Linked DNA regions of Sus scrofa: region 1 is linked to region 2. Evidence: chromatin contacts called from public HiChIP or PLAC-seq data. All regions are on one chromosome and are shown on one strand. The core of a region is the stretch at or near the end of the contact, and the rest is flanking DNA. Distances in the headings are between cores, read along the strand shown. Region 1 overlaps COL4A2 (collagen alpha-2(IV) chain). Region 2 overlaps COL4A1 (collagen alpha-1(IV) chain).

Region 1 (3,984 bases), core at 1,085-3,584, 160 kb after region 2:
AGGTAAACTTAAAGTTTACCAGTACTGCTCTTCAGATCTGAACATGTATTTGAAGGTGCTGCTCTTCCAGTAAAACACAGAACTTGTAAAAATCAGTATCTTTGGGGGAGGAGGCCTTGCTCCCGGCTTGCAGAAATCCCCAGGCCAGGGACCAAACCTGCGCCACAGCTGTAACCACAGCCATGACAGTGCCAGATCCTTAACCCGCTGAGCCATGAGGGAACTCCTGTATCTTTTGATGATTCCCTGCTTCAGCAAACATGCTGCCGCCCACTGTGTGTGGGAGATGGTGGTGTGGGTGGTAGGTGCTCTTGAGGAGGGCTTGGCGGCATCCCCTGGCAGAGAGAGCGCAGTTCTCCCTGTGGCGCAGGCTGTGCACACCTGCCCACGGTGCTCACTCTGGGGAGCAGCCGTGCATCCACAGGGCTGGCCCTTTGGCAGGGCTCACCTTGACAGGTGGGTGAGGTTAGCAGGACAAGGCTGAGGGGTGGGCGTCTGAGGCAGAACCACTGAAGGAGCCGAGAAAGAAACCCCCAAGGGAAAGTGGAGAAAAAGCGGCGGGGGGCAGGGGCGGGTAGAAAGACAGTTGTCCCCTAGAGGAGTGTCTGCAGCGTCAGACGCCCCACAGAGCAAGAGTGGAGTCAAAACCACTGTTAAAGCAACAGGTTTCGAAGAGGAAGGGGCGTTGGGTGGTATCCAGCAGATGTGGGCTGGAGGAATCTTAAATTCCCGTAAAACCCGAGCACAGCAGATTAGCTCAGAGATCAAAGAGGTGAATGGTGGCTGGAAAACAGTCTTTGTTCAGAGGACCAGCGAGGGGTGAGTGAGCGCTGGGGAAGGGCGGGGCTGGTGACAGGGACTCTCTCAAGGACCAGGCATTGTGGATGCCTGAAGTTTCTTATCTGGGTCCTAGAAATGCCTGCCAGACGGTGCCAGCAGGGAACCTCAGGCTGCGGTGGTCCCCTTCCTTGGAAGCCACAGAACTTTCCTGGGGGACCTTCAGCTTAGATGAGAAGACAGGCTGGAGGCCCCGGGGCCAGGCTGGAGCTGGTGGAGAAGTGGACCAGGCTCACACACCTGCTTCTGCGCCCTCCGCGGGCCACTGGGGCGCCCTCTGTGTTTAGAGATGGCTCCTGCACCTGGAAATGTAACAAGTCCATTGAGTAATTTATAGACCATTTGAAATCACTTCATTTCCCCCCTTGCTTTTTTTATTTCTGGATTATTTTTCATAAGGGAGGGAGCTGGTGGTCTTTGTTGTTGATGGCAATCAGGATGTTCCCAGAGAAGCCCCCAGAAGCAAGCCAGGGTCACCGGTCCTTCCGTGGTCTCTGGCCAGCAGCTCAGGAAGGTGAGCCGACAGCAGCTCAGGGAGTCGTTTTCTGATGAATTATCGCATGAAGGGAACCACACTAGCCTCTCGGTGGTCACATCTCTGCTCCTGAATTTTTCCTGGTACATCAGAGCCCAGCTTCTGAGAAAGTGCTACTGTTTTCATGACAAAGAGGAATAGCTGGCAGAAAAGTAAATCTATGGCTGCATTTACCATAATCTCAGATGTAAACCAGATAGTGAATGGTCATTCGTGACCAGCAATGTCATGGTGAATGAAACCAGAGAGGTAGGTAGGGGCCTGTGAATGCAGCATCTGTGTAGACATTTAGGGCTTCCTCGATGTAGGCAGAAGTGGGGAGAAGGGGCGTATTCGCCAGGCATTCCGTGGATGCAGGACACAGCAGGCTGGAAACTCACTGCGAAGATGTGCCTGCTGTCTGGCCCTAAACAAGTGATGGCGCAGCCAGGAGCAGGCCAGGAAATCAGCAGAAATGGGCACCTAGACTCCTATTTGCATGTGGATGCAAGCTACTCTATACAACCAGGCCCAGCCTGGGCCCATCCCAGACAGAGTTCAATTCCTGGGAATGAGCCTATGAGGCCAGTGTAATCTGGTTAGAAATGAGAAGCGAATGCTTGGAGGTTTGGATTTTTTTTTAATTACAAATAAGCCAGGATGCTTTGCCCCTGACATTGCTGCACGTTAACTTCCATTTGAGTTCGTATTTTGTATTTCTCATGTTTTTCTCCCTTCTGTCTTCTTCACAGCGCCCAAATGTACGAAGGGAAGATAGAGCTGTAGGTGCAGGTGCGGGTGTCGTGTAGCTCTAGATGCCAGTTAGATGCAGGTGTCGATGCAGGTGCAGGTGCAGGTGCAGATGTAGGTCGAGATCCCTGTCAGCAGTAGTTCTGACTCCATTTATGGTCAGGACTCACTAGAAGGCTGCGAAACTCTTGGTTGGATCCTGCTGGCCGGTGAAGGGCCAGTATCTCTGAGCTGGTTCCGTCAGAGGCAACAGCTGCCCAAACGGGCATTAGGCCAGCCTCCCTCCTGCTGGATCAGGCCATGCCGGGAGGAGGCAGCGTCACCACAAGGCAGGCCTTCTCGTCAATGCCAGAAATCCCTGTCATTCACCAGACAAGGGGCCATGGCCTCTCTGGGGAGTGGCAGGGCTCCGGCCAGCCCTGGAGATGTGGGCACACAGTGTGGACCCAGGATGGGGGCTGGGAGAGAGGTGGGCAGGAGCAGGCTGTCAGCAGAGAGGTGCGGTGTGAGGAGAGGGAACAGACATGTCCCCACCCTGTGGCTTTGGGGTCAAGATCTGTGTGCGGCTGTGACCTGGGGGAGGTGCAGAGGGGGGCCCTGGTGGTCACTGTTCTCTCGTTCTTGCTGGGAGCCGGGCTGGAGGAACTGAGGTCCCGGCCCTGGGAGGTGCTGAGGCCACAATGCCCATGGGACGTCAGGCTGAGAGAGGGTCTCTGCCAGCAAGCCCCCCAACGCAGCTTCCAGGGGGCTCCTACGAAGGAAGAGCTCACACAAAACCCCAAAACCCAGATTTCACAGCACAGGGGCCAAGGAGGAGGCTGAATAAGATGCCAGGGGAGCACAGAGAGGCCCCGCAGAGCCAGGGCCAGGGGAGGGCCCATCTGCAGAGGGCAGGGCCTGGTGCAGCTGCCAGGGTGCCCCTGGACGAGGGGAGAGATGGTCCGGGTGGCGGGGCAGCGGCAGCTGACACAGTCGGGGCAGTGGGAGGGACGAGGTGACCTAGGAACGTATGCAGGTTCTGTTTGAAAACAGAGAAAATGCTACCAGGCCCGGCACCTCCCAGAGCGGTGGGGGGCTCCCTGGCACCCTTGGCACCCCCTGCCTACCCGAGGCACTGGTGTTCCCAGCCTGCAGAGGGCCCGTCTGGCCGAGGAGGGTCAAGAAGAGGAGCAGTGGGGCTCAGAGGGCCTTCCACGTGGCTGGGCTCCGGCTCGGAGAGAGCTGTCCCGGCTCCCGCTCTGCGTGGCCTCCTGGCCGAACAGCACAAACACACAGGACAAGCCCAGGAGGCCAGGGCGGTGACAGGGTACAGCATAGCCACTACTGGGGGGTTCCTGTCATGAACCCAATTCGTATCCATGAGGACACAGGTTCGATGCCTGGCCTTGTTCAGTGGGTTACAGCATTGCTGTGGCCGCGGTGCAGGCCGTGTCTGCAGCTCCAATTCCCCCCTCAGCCTGGGAACCTCCATATGCCACAGGTGCGGCCCTAGAAAGCAAAAAAAAAAAAAAAAAAAAAAAAAAAAAAAAAGCCACCGCACACAAGGGAGCATCCTGACAAGATGTCCAGATAAAAGGCTCCCCAGGCTTCGTCGCCCTGAGATGCTGAGCCCTCGGTTGTGATGGAGAAACCGCACTGCAGGTGGTCTAATCCCCAAGGAGGCTGGAGGCTTCCCCACAGATCCCACCCTGGGCTGTATCTCCACCCTCTCCGTAGTAGCCCCACCTATTAAGTGGGCCCTGTGCGTCGTCGCTCATCACACATGGTGCCCTAGGATCTCCCTCGGACCTCAGGTGCCTTCTGGGGCCGCGCGTAGCCCTGCAAACACGGCCGCGGGCAGTGGTCGCCGGCTTCCATTTTGTGGATGAGACGGGTCTTTCTTT
Region 2 (4,364 bases), core at 1,194-3,693:
CGACGCGAGATGGGAGGACGCGTGAAAGGCACGTCAGCAGAAAAGCCTCCGGTATCGTCCCGAGAGTCGGGGCAGATAAAGATTTTCTAAGTCTCTTTTTAATCGTGGAATGCATGGAGACCCAGAGCCAGATGAGCTGATTCCTCCAAGTTTCTCACTGAGTCAGCATGAAAGCCAGAAATAGAAAGGAGGCCAGCTTCCCCCAGAGCTGGTGTTTTTTTCTAGGTCACTAGAGCAAGCTGGTTCCCAGCGAATTTTCAGTAATTCACCAGCATCGCATTAGCCCCTTTTATGTCCATTTCACAGATAGGGAAATGAGGACTCCAAGGCTTTACTGACGCGTCGCATGTCACTGGGTGACCCCTGTGTGCTCCTGGGAACAGACGCAGAACTCTGAATTCCCAGTGGGAGCTCTCACCGCGAGGACACATTCCTCCCCGAATGTCAGCGGAACACTTGAGCAAGCCCCGTATCCCAGGAGTTTTGAAATTAAGGAGCTAGAGGAAGTGACTCCTCTATGGACATGGATCTGGCCGCCTCACACATATTTTTTTAACTTTCCTCATCTTTTGTTCAGACAAAAGTACACACGATTAGTCTCATACCCTGGACCCCGTCCAGGGCTCTTCTGGGCAGCAGGGCAGGGCACACAGACAGGATAAGCATTCAAACAGCAATACAATTAGCTGGCAAACACAGGCCAAGTGATGCCGCAGCCTTGCAGCAAATCTCCACGACGGGCAGAGGGAAAGCAAAGAGCTGGGCAGGTTGTGTGAAGGTTCTCCCACCAGGTCTTTCTAAGCCAGACTCTGCAGCTGCAAGAGCGATGCTACAGTCGTGACTGCTCGTGCGCCGGGGTTGCTGGGGTTCGAGGCAGAGCGTGCAGTTAAAACAACTGAGAAACAGGACCCTTTCGACACCTCTTTGCCATGAGATCCTGGAGGCAAGAGGTCCACGGGGACGTGGTGGCCAGAGCAAAGCCCATGACCACTGTCGTCACCGCAGCGAGAATTTCAAGTGGGGAGTGAGAAGGGCTTCCACAAACGTGTTTTGATGCAACCACATTGACTAGTTTTATTCCAGAAGGTCAGTGCTGTGTGCTGTACTAATTAAAAAAAAAAAAAAAAAAAAAAAAAAACTTATGTCCCAACAATGGAATGATTATCACTGCATCTTCCAAGGATGAAAGTCAGAATTGGAGGAGAAAAAAAATGCTATAAAGATGAAAGAACGCAGCCATGGTGAAAAATCTGGGCATCAAAATTAGCCACTCTAAATTAGGCAGGAAAGAGAGTTCCATGCATGCAGCAACATAAAATTTTTACATCATGTATTACGTAGAGAAGGACAAATCTTTTTTAAAAACCCATAAAAGATGGGAATAAAAGGCTTTTTATACTATCTAATTATTTCCCCTCCTCTTAAAATCCGTGCTTAAACAAGTTCAGATGGAACCCGAACACCAACCCTGGTCCCCTTTGAAGCTTCGTCAAGAATCCAAATCCAAACAGAGTCCCCAGGGTCGCGAGGCTGAGTGTGTGAAACGGTTCTAAGGATGGCAGAGGAGACACCGTTACCAGCAACAAACCCTGAATTATCACGGATCCAGCATCAGCAGGCTTCAAAATCTTACTGTCTCTTTTAGTCAAACTTTGAATTAATTTTTCAAATTTAAAATCATGGAGTTCCCGCTGTGGCTCAGCAGTAATGAACCCCGACTGGTATCCATGAGAATGCGCTCAGTGGGTCAAGGACCCCGCGCTGCCGTGAGCTGTGGTGTAGGCAGCTCGGATTCTGTGTTGTTGCTGTGGCTGTGGTGCAAGGGCCGGCAGCTACAGCTACAATTTAACCCCTAGCCCGGGAACTTCCATATGCCACACGTGTGGCCCTAAATAGCAAACATAAATAAATAAAATCAATTAAGACACTACGATAACGGATGTTGACAGTGGGCTGAGGTCCAAAGGAAAACACCGCCCAGGCCCTGGGCTCCCCCTGGACGGGGCCCGACTGTGACAGGCAGGACCACCTGTCCCCAGGCCCGAGGCTTGCCCATTAGAGAGGAGAGCACAGCCAGCAAAGGATGCTTGTTGGACAGGATCTGCAGTGGGGTTTCCACCTCTCAGAAATAAGGATGTTAAAGGCAGCGCAAAGTAAGTATTTATTCATTCAGCATTTAGCACAAACTCTGAACTCAATAAAAGTGGGTAAATGGACGAGGATCTAAGCAGAAGCGGGACATGAGCTCAGCGTCAGCTAAGATGTGAGCTCTCTGTGCAGCCACTGTACAGTGCGGTGGCTGGCAGGACGGGCTGCTGGGTCCCCTTTTTCCAGTCCAGAGCCCATGGGCACCATTAGAGGCTGGCCCACGTCCACATCACTGGTCAGAGAAGAGACCGGGGCAGGGAGCTGTGGGCGGGACATCCCAGCGGATCAGCTGTTTCTTTCTGTCGTCCGGGGCCTGGAGAGGTCACTTTCCAAGGAAGGCTGCAAACCACTGAGGGACGCAAGCATTTCCATTTGGAGCCAGAGCTGCCCGAGCGTCAGCGACGGCGAAACGATGTCAGATGGTGGCTCGTGGTCAATGGGTGACTTTGGGACTGAGCCCAAGATCCCACAGTCCAGCTCCTGGAGCCCAGCAGCAGCGAGGGCTCGGCAGCACCACTTCCTGAATTCCGATGCTGCTGGGGAAGGCGTGGGAAGGCTGCGATTGGGGTCACAGGGTCGTGGAAAACTCCTCGACGAGGCCCCGCTGTGGCCCTTCCACACCGTGGAGCCCGACGTGGTGGCAGAAGCATTGCCACTGCTGCAGGCTGAACACACACAACCAGAACCCGGCCAGGCCTGGTCTTCCCCAAAGGAAGACAGGAACACTGACTCTCTGCACCACATGAGACATGTGCCTGGATTCTTGAAAGAACGCATGGGCTAAACATTTTTTTTTTAAATCGTTTTACATGGATACCCGCGGCATATGGAGAGTCCCGGGCTAGGAGTGGAATCGGAGCTGCAGCTGCTGGCCTACACCACAGCCACAGCAATGCTAGATCCGAACCACGCCTGTGACCTACACCACAGCTCACGGCAACGCTGGATCCTCAACCCACTGGGCGAGGCCAGGGATCGAACCTGCATCCTCATGGATGCTAGTCGGGTTCCTTAACTGAGCCACGCTGGGAACTCCCATGTACGCTAATGTAACGTAGACGACATTTCTTTGAATATAAGGAGGGCGACTGTTTCCCGCACCCGTCGGCGTCCGAGGCTCCCGCTGGCCGCGCGCCGGTGTGCACCCAGGAAAGCGCGACCCATCGCACCCCCGGAGCCCGGCGCTGCCTTTTCTATCTTCCTCCCCAAACGCGCACGGTCTCTCTCGGGGCTCGGCGGTGTTTGCTTTGAGAGAGGAGGTGCAACGAGGAGTCTCCGTGTCGCTTGTGCAGGTCCCCATGAGACGTGGGGGCGCCCGCGGAGAGCCGGGCCAGTTACCCGTGGGGAGGGGGGGAGAGGCTCGGGTTTTCCTAGAAACGAGGACGCTTCCGCATCGTCACACATCCAAAGGATGAGAAGTACCATAAAGGTGTTAAAAGTCTCCTTGAGCCGTGGCCTGGGTGGGCTCCCAGGTCCGTCGTCAGGCTGCCGGGGACTTGTTCCTGAGACTTCAGAAGCCGTGGGCCACCGGGCTTGTGGGATGAATGGGACAGAGAGCCGAAGCTTGGGAGAGGGAGCTGGCCGTCCGCCTAGAAAGTAAAACCTCTGTCCGCCTGCTCCTTCCTGGACTATGCCGTCTACACTGGACTTTCCGCCTCAGGGTCCTGAGCAGAAAAGGCCCGACCCCATTGGTAGGTCCATCTTACGGAAGGTCCTAGGCCTCGCTGATGAGCCACCAGCTTCACGCCGCCCACTGACACAGCCCCTCACGTGGAAGCTCTGCAGGCGGCCGGGTTCGAGGGCAGATTTCCGCTGGCTTAAATCTTGATATCGAAACATTCTTTGCGCTTACGATGCATTCTGGCACAATTCTGGGAATTTCAACATTGCTCTGAAGTTGGTTTTCAGAACTAAGCTCAAATCGGATAATGTAAAATGAGCTGAGTGACGACGACCCAGGTGACGGACAATAATAAGCACTACTTGATTAGTCGACATGTGCAAAGAAATGAAACTGCAGACGCCTCTGACCTACAAAATGCACTCTGCCTATCACCTTGCGAGAAAAAAATAAATTATAAAGAGTTCGTCACAGATGCTTTCTAAAAAGCCATCATTCAACCCAAGAATATCTCGAAAGAGCCCTGAGTGCCTTCTTACCATAAACAATTTAAAACTCTTCCCCCAAAGCTATCTAAAAGCAAACAAACTGTCCA

What was found. HiChIP or PLAC-seq counts read pairs in DNA pulled down with a chosen protein or histone mark.
Region 1: a contact with region 2 is called in an H3K27ac HiChIP or PLAC-seq map of skeletal muscle, with 7 times the contacts expected there. The contact joins two enhancer-like sites. A contact is called at or near these places in 1 of 5 promoter capture datasets (liver), 24 of 47 Hi-C or Micro-C datasets (alveolar macrophages, brain, embryonic fibroblasts and 14 more) and 2 of 2 datasets of contacts at active chromatin or transcription factors (alveolar macrophages and skeletal muscle).

What each region holds. Positions count from the first base shown.
Region 1 is chr11:77,082,762-77,086,745 of Sscrofa11.1, forward strand. The region is part of intron 4 of COL4A2 (collagen alpha-2(IV) chain); the gene reads left to right. Among named protein-coding and RNA genes, the nearest start is that of COL4A1, 87 kb to the left of the region's middle. Within about 2 kb of position 2,335, at least 14 of the 83 cell types and tissues checked have an H3K27ac peak or open chromatin away from gene starts, as enhancers often do. A contact at or near this core is called in skeletal muscle, where this site is marked.
Region 2 is chr11:76,919,733-76,924,096 of Sscrofa11.1, forward strand. All of the region lies in intron 2 of COL4A1 (collagen alpha-1(IV) chain), which reads right to left. Among named protein-coding and RNA genes, the nearest start is that of COL4A2, 75 kb to the right of the region's middle. Within about 2 kb of position 2,444, at least 6 of the 83 cell types and tissues checked have an H3K27ac peak or open chromatin away from gene starts, as enhancers often do. A contact at or near this core is called in skeletal muscle, where this site is marked.